5 separate regions of the Mus musculus genome follow, and regions 1, 3, 4 and 5 are each linked to region 2. The links are chromatin contacts, called in public ChIA-PET, HiChIP or PLAC-seq and promoter capture Hi-C maps. All regions are on one chromosome and are shown on one strand. Each heading gives the region's core, a stretch centred on a gene start, on an enhancer-like site or on the middle of the called end of the contact. The rest is flanking DNA. Distances are from core to core; before and after follow the strand shown. Region 1 holds the start of Tnpo2 (transportin 2 (importin 3, karyopherin beta 2b)). Region 2 holds the start of Mri1 (methylthioribose-1-phosphate isomerase 1). Region 3 holds the start of Pkn1 (protein kinase N1). Region 4 holds the start of Nfix (nuclear factor I/X). Region 5 holds the start of Gipc1 (GIPC PDZ domain containing family, member 1).

Region 1 (2,700 bases), core at 65-2,564, 780 kb before region 2:
CCTCGGCCACGCAGTCGCGGGCTCGGGAGTGCGAGTGGGGGGAATATAAAAGCGGGCCATCAGGACCAGCGGCGGGGGCGCGACGGATCCACATCGAGCCTAACGAGGAACCCTCTTTCCAAAGCGATCCACGCCACCGCCGCCCCCGGTTACGGGCCTCACGGCTTCCGCCTCCCTCCAGGGCGAGGGGCCCCGCCCCAGCGGTCTTTCAGGTGAAGGCTCAGTCCACGAGGATTCCCTTCCCCAAAATCCAGCCTTCCAGCTCCACTAGATGCCAGCCGCCTCCTAGATTTCTGAGCTCCTCTAGGTCCCTAAGCGCCCAGATCTTGCTCATCCCTGCTCCCTCTTCTAAACCGGCTCTACAAGCTCAGTAGACGCCACATGGCCCCCTTTCTGACCTAGACGCGGCCCTGTGACCCTCCTTAACCAGAATACAAGCAATACCCGATAGGTTTCCAATGTCTCTTTGAATGAGAGCCAGTCAGAATCACCCAACCCACGACCAAAGCCCCCAATGCCCGCTGCCTGCCCCCAATCAGATCTGGCCAAGCTTCTCTAGCTCTTACCCTCCGCCCCAGTCAGCAGGAATTAATGCTGACGGACCTCTGGCAGCTCCCCCAATCAAATTCCCCTAAGCCCCCTCCCACCCCCTCACCCCCGATCACTTCACGTCGGAGACCCCATCCGTCCAATCCCTGCAGCTTCCCTTACAGAGTCCCGCACAAACACCCGCCCGGTGCGCTACCCTCAACGGATCCCACCACCGCCTCGCAGCCAGACTCAGCAAAGCCCTCTGGTCTCAAGTCTGACGCCCCTCCCTATTAGGACTAAACAACCTTCCCCTCTCAACTTTCAAGGCTGTCTCCCCCGAATCAGACCCAACCAAGCCCCGCCGAAACAGATCCCCACACACACCCGATCCACGCGACGTCCCCCGACGATTCCCCCAATCAGCGCCCCTCCAGCCCGACCCCAGCCGCCCCACTGGCCCGCATCTCGTGGCACCCGAACCTGCCCGGGCGCCGAGGCCCCACCCCTTGAGATCAGATCAGCTCCCCCTCCCCCGCCCGGCCCGTTCTGCCGGCCTCGAGAGCTGGCCCAACCCGGTACCCCGCCTCTCAGCCGGGCGCGACCCCGACGCCTGGGCGGCGCGCGGCGCAGGCCCAGAACCCAGGGAGGTTCGAGGCGAGCTGAAGCCAAGGGGCCCCGGCCGAGCGAGGCCCACCTACCAGGCCCCGGGAGGCAGCGGCGGCGCCTAAGTGCTGCAGCTTCTCCAGAGGCTCGCGCGGAAGGAGGGAGCCAGAGGCAGGGAATTAAAAAAAAAAAAAAAAAAAAAAAATTAAACGCGGCCGAAATGAACAATTTCGGCTTCCGTACGCCGTTCAAACTGGCCTACCAAAGCCAATCGGAGAGCGAAGCACTCACACGTGATCTGGCACAGAGTGGCCCTGGCCAAGTTGAGTCACGTGAGAGAATAAGTACCGCCTCTAGGCCTCTCTTGCCATTAGGTCCTCCCAGCGTCTCGTTTCCTTTTCCTTACTGCAGCTTTCTTCTTTCTTCTTTAACGTATATTGGTATTTTTGTCTGAACCATGTGCGCGCAGTGCCGTGGGGATCAGAAGATTGCATTGGATGCCTGTGAAGCTGGTGGTGGTGAGCCATGTGGATGCTGAAATCAAACCTGGGTCCTCTACGAGAGCCCACAGTACTCTTAACTGGCCCCAGCCCCACTGAGTTGCAGATTTTGCTGGAGCTAGAAATTTAGTAGTGCATGGGTGTTTTCGGTGTGTAATGGACCTAGGAATCCTTCAACTACAGCTAACCGTGTCCTTACTACAACTCCCTAAAATTTAAACTGTTCCGCAGTCCGGCGTGCCTCAGAACTGGATTGGGAGGGAGGGAGGGCAGGGATAGGGAATAAGGCAACAGTAGACCCCTCTGGTGCCAGGAAAGCTACATCACAAAACCCTTTGATCAAAAATAAGTTAAAATGAAGCCGGGCAGTGGCGGCGCACCCCTTTAACCCCAGCACTCCCTGATCTATGGAACTGGTTCCAGGACAGCCAAGGCTACACAGAGAAACTGGGGGAGGGGGTTAAAATGTAACTTTCTCTTTCGCTCCCCTAAACAGCACTACACCGACGTAAAGAGCAGGGCAGGCAGCTGGCGGTGCTGGATTTTACTAGAGCAACTGTCCTGTTATTGTTCAATGCTGTTTAAACACTTTTTACATGGGACTGAAAAATAACACGTGGCCATTTTTTGTTCTGTTTTTCGTGACAGGGTTTCTCTGTGTAGCTCTGGCTGTCCTGGAACTCAATCTGTAGTCCAGGCTGTCCTCGAACTGAGAATCCGCCAGCCTCTGCCTCCCAAGTGCTGGGATTCAAGGCATGCGCCACCGGATTTATGTTTGTTTTGCCTGCATTTATGTCTGCATCACGTTTCTGACGAGACAGTCAGGTGTTGAATCTCCTGGAACTAGAGCTACAAGACAGTTGTGAGCTGCCATATACGATTGCTGGCACTCAAAACCAGGGTCCTGTAGCAAAGCAACAAGTGCACTTAATCGCTGAGTCATCTTATTCAGCCCCTGGCAATAACTTCTAAAATAAAACAAGGCAGCTAAATTCGATCAGAAGACCTAATCCCTTAACCTACCTTAAAAGTGAGATGAGGATTGCCCAGAGCAATTTAGGCAAGA
Region 2 (2,700 bases), core at 155-2,654:
AGAAAGTCCTCAGTGTGCAGCAGACAACTCCTTGTCAGAAGAACAAAGAAGGCCACCAGGAACCACCCAGGGTAGCAAGACACTTGAAGAGGCAGCAGAAGCATCCAGGACCAGCAAGACATCAGAATCCAAGAGAAACTGTAGTGATCAGGCCTTCCCCCTAGGTTCCTCCCAGGAGGACCTGCTGAACCCCAACACCCCCAATGCCTCCCTGGTGGCTGACTACTCTGACTCAGAGAGCGAGTAAGGGAGTCAGAATTCCAGGACCAGAAGCCATGACGCGTCCAGACCTTAGGGACTGGCACATTGCTGCCAGCCCAGATACAGACCTACCTTCCTATACAGATTATTATTTATTTGGTTTTGGTGAGAATGCCTGTGCCTTGATGTAACCCTGATACCTGAGCATTAAAGTGCTGTTCTTTGTCCCTGCCTTGTTTCTAAACTCATCTAGTAGCTGCCCTGCCCTCACTTCCAGCCAACTAAGCAGATGCTGCTGCATCGTTGTGACGGCAGTGTGGCCCCACAAAGCCCGATGAAGGGTTTGAGATACTGACCAAGATTGGCCACGGCCTGGGGTGACGTCCCCTTATGAGGTGTCAAGGACTACATAAGGAAGGTTGAAAGAGGGCCAGGCTGCTGGAGCCAGAGAAATAAAGCTAACGGCAGGCAGGAAGAACATCCAAACTCCATGTCATGGGCTGGTGTGGGTCACTCATAGTGGCCAGCCAGTAGGGATGTTTGTGAAACAACCTCAAAAACACCCTAATCCAGCCAGGCATAGTGGGCAGACAACCGTCATCCTGGCACCCCAGCAATAGAGACAAGGTGTGGTCCAGCTTTAAAATAGGGTTTCTCATGTATCCCTGGCTGTCCTGGAACTCGTTCTGTAACTATTGTGGAGCCAGATTCACAAATATATCTCTACCTCCTGAATGCTGGAATTAAAATCTGAGGTTTATTTTTGTGTGTTTGCATGTTGTGAGTATGTTGTCTCACTGAGGTTTGAAAGAGGGCCTTGAATCCTTTAAAACTAGCGGCAGTCGTGAAGCCTTTGGTCCTCTACAAGAGCAGAATGCACGCCTAACCATTGAGCAATCTCTTCAGGCCCTGAGAATAAACGTCCCTCATGGTGCTTGCTTTTTTTTAAAAAAATGGAGACAAAAGTAGTCCCACGGAAGGTCGTTTGACACGCTGATTAAGCGCTGGGTGTCTGTGAGCCGTGGATAGGCAGAGCTGAGAGTTCCAAGTCATCGCTTCAGTAACGGATGGACGATTTCCGGCAAAAAAATAGCCCCATCACCAAGCATCTTGGAGCTAGAACTCGGCCTTGGGAGAAGTTACAGCCACTCTGGAAGACGCTAATCGCCCGATAACCTAGGAGCGCGTGCGCATGCGCACGCGGCAGGACGCAACTCCGCCCCGCAGCCTGTGCAGGATTCCTCGTGGCCCTGCAGGGTAGGCAACATGACACTGGAAGCGATCCGCTACTCGCCCGGCTCGCTGCAGATCCTCGACCAGCTGCAGCTGCCAGAGCACTGCCACTATGAGGCACTGAGCTCCGTGCAGCAGGCTAGTGAAGCCATCCGCGCCATGAAGGTGCGCGGAGCCCCGGCCATCGCGCTGGTCGGCTGCCTCAGCCTGGCCGTGGAGCTGCGGGCCGGCGCCGGCGGTCCCGGACTCGCTGCTCTGGTGGCCTTCGTGCGAGACCAGCTGCGCCTCTTAGTCGCCGCCCGGCCCACCGCTGTCAACATGGCCCGCGCCGCCCGCGATCTGGGTCAAGTGGCAGCCCAGGAGGCGGAACGAGAGGGTGCCACTGAAGAGACCGTGCGGGAAAGGTACGGGATCCTGGACCAGTCTTGTGTGCTCTGCCCAGCTTTCCTCTCTACCATTTTCTTTCCCATCCCACTTCCGGTCCAGCCACTTGGTTCTTACTGCTTTTCTGTTGCACCGGTACGGCTCCTGCCTGTGGCTGAGACTAGAGTCTAGAGCATTAAAGCACTGGAGTTAGAACTTCATCTCCAGGTTCCTGCTCCTTCCCCTCCCCTTCTGTAAAAACACCTTGTCCCTGATTCTGCCCCTTCCTGTTCATCAACTGCCTCTCCCACCATGACGTCATCATCACAGAGGTAAAGGGTTTCCTCCTGTTTACTGCTGTGCGTCAGCCCCAGCTCCTGGCTCACTTATATTAGTGATCAGAGTGGAAGTGTCCTCAGGCTCTCAGAACCCCACCTCACCTTTAAAGGGCGGCCCCTTCAAAGTTAGCCAGCTCCCTTCCAACAGTGCTAAGAGCTTCTTCTGTCCCCAGAGTGATCCGCTTCGCCGAGGATATGTTGGAGAAGGACCTCAAAGACAACCGGAGCATCGGGGACTTGGGAGCCCGCCATCTCCTAGAGCAGACCAACCCCAGGGGTGGCAAGGTGACCGTGCTGACCCACTGTAACACGGGTGCTCTGGCCACTGCTGGCTATGGTACAGCGTTAGGTGAGGAGGCACCTTCAATTGTTAGGGCATGGGACATGTTATGGGATGCAAGGCAAAGCAACTGGAGCTGGGGGTGTAGTTCAGTGGCAAGAGTACTTGCTTAGCTAGGGCTGGCTCAGCAGCTTAAAAGTATGGACCCCTCTTGCAAAGACCTATTAAGTTCTCAGCACCCACAGTAACTACCTGCAGCACCCTCTTCTGGCCTCCACGAGCACA
Region 3 (2,700 bases), core at 196-2,695, 560 kb after region 2:
TGTCAACTTGCTGAAGCAGCGAGTGGCAAGTGACCAAGGGCGGCAGGTGACACAGGACCTGGTGGGCTCCTCCTGGAAATGTCTAGACTTTAGGCTCCGTTGGTATGCGGTTTGGGGAAGAGACTGTAAGGAGGAGGCGGCTGGGGGACAAGGAAGGAAGCCTCTACTGTAGTCTTGAGAGTTCAGTGATGGAGTATTGGGCCTGTTCAGGGCTTAGGAAGATGAGTTTGGGTGCCCCCCCCAAATGATAGGGTGCAGAAGAAAAGCCATCCTGTAAGTCACTCACTGGCCACCACACATTTGGCTTGGCATGTGTGGTACATGCACGTGAACACACTCAATAAATGGTATAAAGATTAAAATAGGAGTTGAAGAGATAGAAGCAATACTACTCTTGTAGAAAACTCAAGTCTGGACCCAGCACCCAGGTGGTGCAGTCCACAAACAGTTTATAACTTCCTTTTAGGGCATCCCATGTCTTCTTCTGACCTCCAGAGGCACCCACACACATGTGCATAACTCACACAAAGAAACACATATATACACATGCAAGAAATTAAATATGAGTCTTTTCTAGCAAATAGTATAAGATTAGTCTTTTGGACAGTAATTAAAATCATTATCTCTCCTACCTTATAGGACTTTTAAGGAGATGTTTTAATCCTCCTCACCCAGTAAAACTTTTGTTTATACAAAGCGCCCCCCCCCCCCCCGCTCCATTCTAGGAAATTGATCGCTTGGAGCAGTGACCCCTTTCCCCTTCAATTTCCTCTGCGCCAATTTTCTCAGACTAGCCAATTGAATAAGACTGCGAGGTCACCTGAGTTAGAATAGAAACCATATGCACTTCCTGTCTTCTCTTTGCTTTTCCGCAGCGCACTGTCTTGATGAAGAGTAAAGTTTGCCTTGTTCGGACATTTCATTTTGAAGGATGGTCTCTTTCTTTGCCACCCCGAAACTTATTCCTAACACACATGAATCAAAATAAAGTCTTTAAAAAAATGAGCTAAAAGTGACAACTGCTGGCATTTATTGTGCACTTGGGATCTATACACTTGCCCTACTCTTCCTCAAGTTTTACAGACATCCTAGTCCTGAGGGGTATTGTGTTCCCCCAAGGCCCAGGACACTGGGATTTGAAGTCAGGCTCTCCCTGTGTTTGCCTCCCGGGAAACGGGAGGGAGGATGCCTCTGTGCAGCTGGGCCGTGTGTGTCGAGGGTGGTGGTGGACGGTGACCATTGCATTCAAAGGGGTTGGAGGCGGGGGACAAGGCCTCTGAGGCTCGCGGTCGCTTAGGCCCGCTCAGAGTCCCCTACGCTACAAGGAGCGCTTGCCGCACCCCACAGCCAACAGGGACCCTATTTCCCCGCTGCAAGCCCCGGGGGCCGCCGGGAGCCCCGCCCCCGCCCCGCCTCCTCCCCAGGCGCGGACCTCGGCGCTCACGTGACCCACCCTGCAGCCGCTGGGGCCGGAGGGCGCAGCTCGGCGGAGGCCTGGCCAGGCCGGGCCGAGCGCAGCAGGCCGGAGCGCGCCGCGCGCCTGGGAGGGTCTGGGCGCCGCGCCTCCCGCCGCACCCGCCCGCGCGCTCGCAAGCCCTTCCTTGGCGCTGGGACCCCTGGCGGGCGGCCGGAGGACATGGCCGGCGACGCCGTACAGGTAGGCGACTTGTCCGCACCCGCGGGGCGGCCAGAAGGCGCGGAGGACCCCAGGCACGGGTAGAGTCCCGGACGAGGTCCCCATCGGGAGCCCGCGCGGGCCCTTGTAGCAGGTGGAGGCGCCGACCGGGTCGGAGGAAGGGGTGCTGTTCGGGATTCTACCCCAGCATCCCCTCCTTTGGCCCTCCCCGAGAGTCAGCGTGTGTAGCGGGGTCCCCACTTCGGTGTCCGAGGCTAGCTGCGGATCCCGGTGCCTGTCGTCCCCACATCCTACTCTGGGTCCTGCAGCGTTCGGTTTCTGTCAGGTGCCGCTTCACCTGGAGCAGGTGCCTGGCACCCTGCCCCGGACCGGAGGAGTGCCCGGCCCGATCCCCTCCCCCGCACAACAAAGCCCGGGCCACCCCCGCCTGCAGACGTCTTTACGATGGTCTTGACGCCACCCAGATGGGCACCTGTTGGAGGAAGTGTCTAAGTCACTTCACTAGGCCTGAGGCCGGGTTCCTCCTTCCGCCTTGTTCCCCATAACCACCCTTCAGGCTGACAGATGGAGCTGTAACCCAGGTGGGGCGTGTCCTGTCACACAGACAGGAAGGATTTTATGTCTGGAAGGTGACAGGGCTGGGTCTCTACTCCCTCGCAACAGACACCTGTGACTGGCATCTGCCAGCCACATGGCCTTCCCTGTGTGACCTGTTGGGCGTTACTGAAGCAGGGTCAGGGTCGGGGTGACTGACTCCCCACTCTAATTCAGTGGCCCAAAATCTGAGATCTTTGTATCTTTGTGGCTCCATTAATTCGTCACCATGCAGTCCATTGTCCTGTGTAACTGGTTCTCATCTCCTTCTACACCTGCCCCCATGTCTCCCCTGTACCCTTCTGTACCCGTCTTCCCCAGTCCTGCTGATGGCCTGCCGGCCTTGCCGAGGAGCTGGGCGTATCTGGTGCTGCCGATCTCACAAGGTCAGACCTCCAGGCTGATGCACCGGTGCCGGCTCCCCTTCAAGCCCACTGAGGGCTGTGCAGGGCTGTCCCAGTACATGCATG
Region 4 (2,700 bases), core at 22-2,521, 540 kb before region 2:
CCTAGAGTCACCCAACAGTTCTCTATGTCCTACTTCAGAGTTTCCAGTACCCCCTTCCCAGCTTCTTTCTTCCCTCCCTCTCTGTGAAGACTTTTCCTTTCTCTCTCTGTTGCGAGAGAGAGAGAGAGAGAGAGAGAGAGAGAGAGAGAGAGAGAGAGAGAGAGAGAGAGAGAGTGAGAGAGAGAGAGAGAGAGAGAGTGTGTGTGTGTGTGTGTGTGTGTGTGTGTGTTTTGAAACAGGGTCTCAGTACACAGGTCAAGCCAGCCTCAAACTATGTAGCTCAGGCTGGTCTACAGCTCAGTTATAATTTTTCTCTTGGAGCTTCTGAGTGCAGGGATTGCAGACAGATGCCATATGCCAACCCACCCCACCTCATTCCCATCTGCAGTGGAAATGGGGAATCCTGGGCCTGCAATGGGCTGGAGCATCACCACAATACAAATAATGTTCCTAAGTCCCAGGACATGTGCAAAGCTATGGGAGACATATGAAGGGTAAGGGTGGTGTGTGTGTGTGTGTGCGCGCGCATGCATGCGTGTTATACTTGAGAGAGTTTTTACAGAACCTGCCAGCTGTTTTGCTATCAGGATTGTAGATCAGTGTGCCCTAGGTCTGGGGTATATCTGGCCAACTCAATGTATAACGTGTGTGTGTGTGTGTGTGTGTGTGTGTGTGTATGTACAGTGATACTTTGTGTCCTTTGTATGGGGGCTCCCATGTGTCAGTGTCACCATGTCTGGGTTGCCATAGCTGTCTTCCAAGATATTTTGGCGTGGCTGTGTGTTGGTGTGTCATTGTGTATCCAGAGTGTGACAAGGTATATATGGTTGTGTGATCGTGTGTGTCAATATTCTGCAGGAACATGTGTGGCACGTGCATGTATGTTAGTGTGGCTCTCCGCATCTGTCTGCATTGGGACGACATGTGACAGTAGGTGGTGTGTGGCTCTTGCTCGTGTCTGTGCCCGGTGTGCACCGCCGTCTGCTGCGACTCCATGAGGAATAGGCCCTGCGTTCCTTCGTGACATTTGTGCCCGTCCAAGCCCTGCTGCGTGTCAGCGTGTGTCGGCGCCCGAACGCCGGCCAGCACGTGTCGGGGCGGCCGCGTCGGTGTGCGTCCCCGCGTGTATGTGTGTGTGCGTGTGTGCGTGTGTGCATGTGTGTGCGCGCCGGCCGCGCTCACCCGCCCCGCCCGCCCCTCCCCGCGCCCCTCCTCCCGCCCGCGCCGCCCGCCCGCTCCCTCTCCCCGGAGTGCGCCGCTTCCAAACTTTGTCTAAACTTTCACTTTCACAGCGCGGCGGCGGCGGCGGCGGCGGCGGTGGCGGGCGAGGGCGAGCGGCCGAGCGGCGGCGGCATGGAGTAGACGCGCGGCGGCGGCGGCGGCGGCGGCGGACGCGAGAGGCAGCGGCGAGCGCGGCGGCGGCCCGGAGCCCGCGGGGCCGAGCCTGTGAGCGCGGAGCGGCGGCGGGCCGAGCGGGGCCGCGGGCCGGGCGGGCGCCGCGCGGCAGAGGCCGGAGCAGCGGAGCCGGAGCCCGAGCGCCAGCCAGCGCGACGCCGCCTGCCGGGCCTGCCCTCGCCGCGGCCGGCCTCCGCGCTCGCGCCCGGGCGCCCAGCGATGTACTCCCCGTACTGCCTCACCCAGGTACCGGCCGCCGCCCCCGCGCCCCGGGAGGGCCGGGCCGGGGTCCCGCAGGCGCGCGGGCAGCGGGCGGGGCGCGGGGGCGCTGCCCCGGGGCGCGCGGCAGGAGTGCGTGGAGAGGGGGCGAGGGGCGAACGCGCGCGGCGGGGTGCGGCGGACAGCGGACCCCTGCTGCTGCGCGGCGACGCGGCGTGGTGGCAGGCGCGGGCGGGCAGGGTGACACGGCGGCAGGAGGCAGAGTGGCCCCGGGGCGCGGGGGAGCACGGGCGGGCGGCGTTCCGTGCGCGCGGCGCGGCGCGGCCGCCCCGGGGTGGCAGTGGCGGGCGTGTGGGCAGCGGCTCTGCGTGCGGCTGGGGTGCCCCGGGCGGCCCGAGCGGCCCGGGCGTCTCCCCAAAGTCTTTGTTCAGGCCTCGCATGGGAGCGGGGCTGAGAAAATGGCGGGGCTCCCAAATTTCGGAGGGGCAGGGGAGGGGAGGGAGGGACGGGCGTGCTGCCAGCCCGGGCCGCGCCTCTCTGCGGATCCTGGACGTTTGCAGACGCGGCTCCCCGGCCCCAAACTTTCCTCCGTGCAAACTTTCCGGTCTCGAAGACCAGGACCGCCGCTGCGTGAACCTGGAAGTGCCCCGGGGAATCCCGGTCCGCTACCCGCAGGCGGGAAGGGCGGGAGCGGCGGCGGCCACCGCAGGTCGACCCTGTTGGGATCAGCCGTCGGGTCAGCCTCGGGCACAGCAGCGCCGACCTTGGCGTGCTTCGGGAGCGCGAGCGCGAGAACGCGTCCCGCCTCCAGCGAAGTTCCCTGCGCTATGGTGTAGCGGAGGCTCAGGCCTGGAGCGTGCCTGATCTGCCACCCCACTCTTTTTAGCCGTGACTCCAAGCTCTGAGAGGGCACCAGCCAGACCAACCCAGATCTAGAGGGGCCCTCACAGCTCTATCTGCAGGACCAGGCCAGGGCAGATGACAGATTTCGGCAGGCAGAGGGAATTTGTGGAGGTTGTCTAGCCTTGCCTGCTGGCCAGGCCTGTCTGTGGGAGCTCTCTAGGCCAACCCCAAGTCCCTAATGGC
Region 5 (2,730 bases), core at 66-2,565, 600 kb after region 2:
TGTAGTTCAGGCGTAGGGCACCTGCCTAGCGTGTGAAACCTCGGTCGGGTTCCACAAGGGCTGAATTGTAGAATGAATGTCTTACATCCCCGACTGCCTGTGGTTCAAACCCCCACAACATGACTGCTAGAGAGCTAAGTGTGTGCGTCTCTCCAGTCTGTCTGCAAGGAGCTGAAGGGAAGTGGGTTGGATGGATTTCCGGAGTCCAGCACTCTCATCCCAAAAAGGGCCTGAAACTCTGCAACCCCCGCAGTCACAGAAAAGCCAAGTGGGGGGAGCAGGAAACGGGTTGTTCCAGGGGCTCAGATAACGCCTGGCTTAGGGGACACCACACCTGCCCCGGTCGTCCCTCCCTCCTAACCCCGGGCACAGCATTGCTTCGGGGAGGAAGGCAGGAGCTTCTGATTCATTCTTGAAAAACCGGATCCTGAAGGTTTCATCTCTCCAGTGTTTCCGGGGCGGGGGCTGAGGGGCGTGAATGCACAGCTTGACCGGTCTTGGCCGCCTGTAGCCCCCGCGCTCCCCAGACACCAAGTCTCTATACTTCCAGTCATCCCTTTAACAGTGGAGAGTGGACAGGGTAGGTGGAAAGGAAATGGGGTTAAACGACCCATGGTATTTGGGCCTTGCCTCTCCAGCTCAGAGAAGGGACACGAGGGCAACCTGGAAGCTGTCTAGTGACCCGTGGGCGAGGAGAGGAAAGCAAAACCCAGCAGGTGCGGCTCCGAAGTGAATATGGGGGTGGCGGTGGGCGTGAGTCTAGGGGCTGATCTCTGGGACTAGTTTCTGGACTCAAAGGATACGGGTCCCTAAGCCCCATGGGTCATTTACTAGCTGTGTGACCTTGAGTAAGTTACTCCACCTCTCTGGCACTAGTGCCTCACTTCTAAAACAAGTTAATAACCCCTCCCAGGAGGGTGTTTTGATTCAACTGAGCTGTGCAGCATAAGCGCCGGACGAGGAAACACCGATCCGGGCTTGCGAGGGGGAGTCATTAAACTAGTGCTGCGGTTGTTACTGTTATCCCGACCTGGGTCTCGGTGTTCCCCCCAGCCAGCTTTGGGAAGAGGCCTGGGAAGGGTCGGGAACACTGACCCACCACCAACAGGGAGCGTCCTGGGAGCAGAGAGCAGAGGCGGACGGGAGGCCCGGCCAGCGGGGAGGGGTCCGTGTTTGGGGTCCCGACGCGGCCAGCTCCACCCCACCGCCACGGCTCCACGCCCTGGAGGCCGCCCCCCGGGCGGGGGACACTCACCTGCGCCGCCGCCACCGCGCGCGCCCTGCTCGGTCCTCTCGAAACTCCGCCCGGCTTCTCCCTGGGCCTCCGGGACTTGGGCGGGGCCGGCGTCCCGGGCGGACTAATCAGCGACGGCCGTGTGCACTCGCGACCAATGGGCGCCTCCCGTCGGAACGCTCCAGAGGGATCCCTCCGCCGCGCCTCGGGCTCCCCCCATTGTGCGAGCAGTGGTCCAACCTTACTCGCTCTAAATAGGGAAGGGCTGAACCATTGTGAGGCTGCAAGGGTTGGGAGACGGCGGGGGAGCTGGCAGCGAGAGTCAGATGACCGGGTTTGGAGGACTGAGTTCTGTATCCAGGAAAGCGCGGTTTTTGAGAGGTCAGCGAGAGGCTGGAGGGCAGCCCCAAGCCCCTCTTCCCTCCCAGAAAGATGCTTTGATTCCAGAGGGTGGACCACAGTGAATAGGGAGGGTCCCGCGTGTCTCCGCTTCTTCCACTCTACACAATAGACAAAGGCGATCGCGCATTCATTCAGTCTTTCAATATTTAAGTGCCCCTGCCTGGTACCAGGCTCGGTCCTGTCTCTATAGACACAAGGATGGAGTATACACAATGTTAGATACAGGGTGTGCAAAGGCTCCGAAGCTGCACAGAGAGCTGCAGAGCACTTCGCAAGCAAAATTGTGTAAGACTCTATGGAACGTATCAGAACAGTAGAACACTCGACTTGTCAATTGAGCACCTACTGTACGGAATCGAAGCTAGTGACCAACCAGTCCAGGCTTCTACCCTCAGGGACAATGGACTCTTTCTCCCCCTTCTCCTTCGTTCTTCTAGGTGCTCTAAGGTTGAACGTAGGCCCAGTTCCTCCTCCTCTTGGAGGATCAGCTATTGGGTCAAGTGCTCAAGGTTGAGGCACTGTTACTGGTGGATGCTAGGCTGACAATCTACCTTCAAGTCACTTCTCCTGCTTCCCTTTTATGAGTTTATCTCCATCTAACTCTGAGTTTACTGTGCGTACACTTTGTCATCCACTTTCTTACCTTTTTTTTAAAAAAAGATTTATATTATATTTATTATTATATCTAAGCGCACTGTTGCTGTCTTCAGAAGAGGGCATCAGATGTCATTACAGACGGTTGTGAGCCACCATGTGGTTGCTGGGATTTGAACTCAGAACCTTCAGAAAAGCAGTCAGTGCTCTTAACTGCTGAGCCATCTCTCCAGCCCCCACTTTCTTACCTTTTAACCCCCCACACACACACATACACACGCAGAGAGTGAGGAAGAGAGAAGGGAGGGAGAAAGAGGGAGGAACAGAGAGAGAGGGAGGGAGGAGAGAGAGAGAGAGAGAGAGAGGAGAGACTGGAAATTACTTGAATCTTTGAAACCTCAAAGCCAGTGACATACTTTCTCCAACAAGGACACACCTCCTTAAGCCTTCCAAAACAGTTCCATCAACTGAAGACCTTTTTTTTTAAATACTGTTTCTTC

The links. Promoter capture Hi-C pulls out the DNA fragments that hold promoters and counts their contacts. ChIA-PET counts read pairs in DNA pulled down with a chosen protein or histone mark. HiChIP or PLAC-seq counts read pairs in DNA pulled down with a chosen protein or histone mark. Capture Hi-C pulls out chosen DNA fragments and counts their contacts.
Region 1: a contact with region 2 is called in a FOXA1 HiChIP or PLAC-seq map of pancreatic cancer cells. The contact joins the promoter of Tnpo2 here to the promoter of Mri1 in region 2. A contact is called at or near these places in 7 of 39 promoter capture datasets (cranial neural crest, erythroid cells, hematopoietic stem and progenitor cells and 3 more), 4 of 115 datasets of contacts at active chromatin or transcription factors (bone marrow-derived macrophages, effector CD8 T cells, microglia and 1 more) and 2 of 9 other capture datasets (adipose tissue and liver).
Region 3: a contact with region 2 is called in an RNA polymerase II ChIA-PET map of memory CD8 T cells, with 6 times the contacts expected there. The contact joins the promoter of Pkn1 here to the promoter of Mri1 in region 2. A contact is called at or near these places in 5 of 39 promoter capture datasets (the C10 cell line, embryonic stem cells, neutrophils and 1 more), 5 of 115 datasets of contacts at active chromatin or transcription factors (double positive thymocytes, effector CD8 T cells, large pre-B cells and 2 more) and 1 of 9 other capture datasets (liver).
Region 4: a contact with region 2 is called in a promoter capture Hi-C map of second pharyngeal arch cranial neural crest. The contact joins the promoter of Nfix here to the promoter of Mri1 in region 2. A contact is called at or near these places in 6 of 39 promoter capture datasets (cranial neural crest, embryonic stem cells, frontonasal cranial neural crest and 3 more) and 3 of 115 datasets of contacts at active chromatin or transcription factors (embryonic forebrain, embryonic midbrain and stem cell-derived neural progenitor cells).
Region 5: a contact with region 2 is called in a promoter capture Hi-C map of adipose tissue, with 2.5 times the contacts expected there. The contact joins the promoter of Gipc1 here to the promoter of Mri1 in region 2. A contact is called at or near these places in 3 of 39 promoter capture datasets (erythroid cells, liver and pre-B cells), 2 of 484 Hi-C or Micro-C datasets (B cells and CD4 T cells), 5 of 115 datasets of contacts at active chromatin or transcription factors (bone marrow-derived macrophages, craniofacial prominence, large pre-B cells and 2 more) and 2 of 9 other capture datasets (adipose tissue and liver).

The regions. Positions count from the first base shown.
Region 1 is chr8:85,035,507-85,038,206 of GRCm38.p6, reverse strand. It overlaps Tnpo2 (transportin 2 (importin 3, karyopherin beta 2b)), which reads right to left and starts at 1,314. Exons shown (of 25, transcript NM_001364032.1): 1 at 1,230-1,314.
Region 2 is chr8:84,256,028-84,258,727 of GRCm38.p6, reverse strand. Mri1 (methylthioribose-1-phosphate isomerase 1) reads left to right here and starts at 1,404. Exons shown (of 5, transcript NM_026423.4): 1 at 1,404-1,838; 2 at 2,309-2,484. The coding sequence starts at 1,468. It overlaps Ccdc130 (coiled-coil domain containing 130), which reads left to right. Exons shown (of 10, transcript NM_026350.3): 10 at 1-961. The coding sequence ends at 247.
Region 3 is chr8:83,697,924-83,700,623 of GRCm38.p6, reverse strand. Pkn1 (protein kinase N1) reads left to right here and starts at 1,445. Exons shown (of 22, transcript NM_177262.4): 1 at 1,445-1,657. The coding sequence starts at 1,637.
Region 4 is chr8:84,798,939-84,801,638 of GRCm38.p6, reverse strand. Nfix (nuclear factor I/X) reads left to right here and starts at 1,271. Exons shown (of 11, transcript NM_001371053.1): 1 at 1,271-1,641. The coding sequence starts at 1,615.
Region 5 is chr8:83,651,263-83,653,992 of GRCm38.p6, reverse strand. Gipc1 (GIPC PDZ domain containing family, member 1) reads right to left here and starts at 1,315. Exons shown (of 7, transcript NM_018771.3): 1 at 1,256-1,315.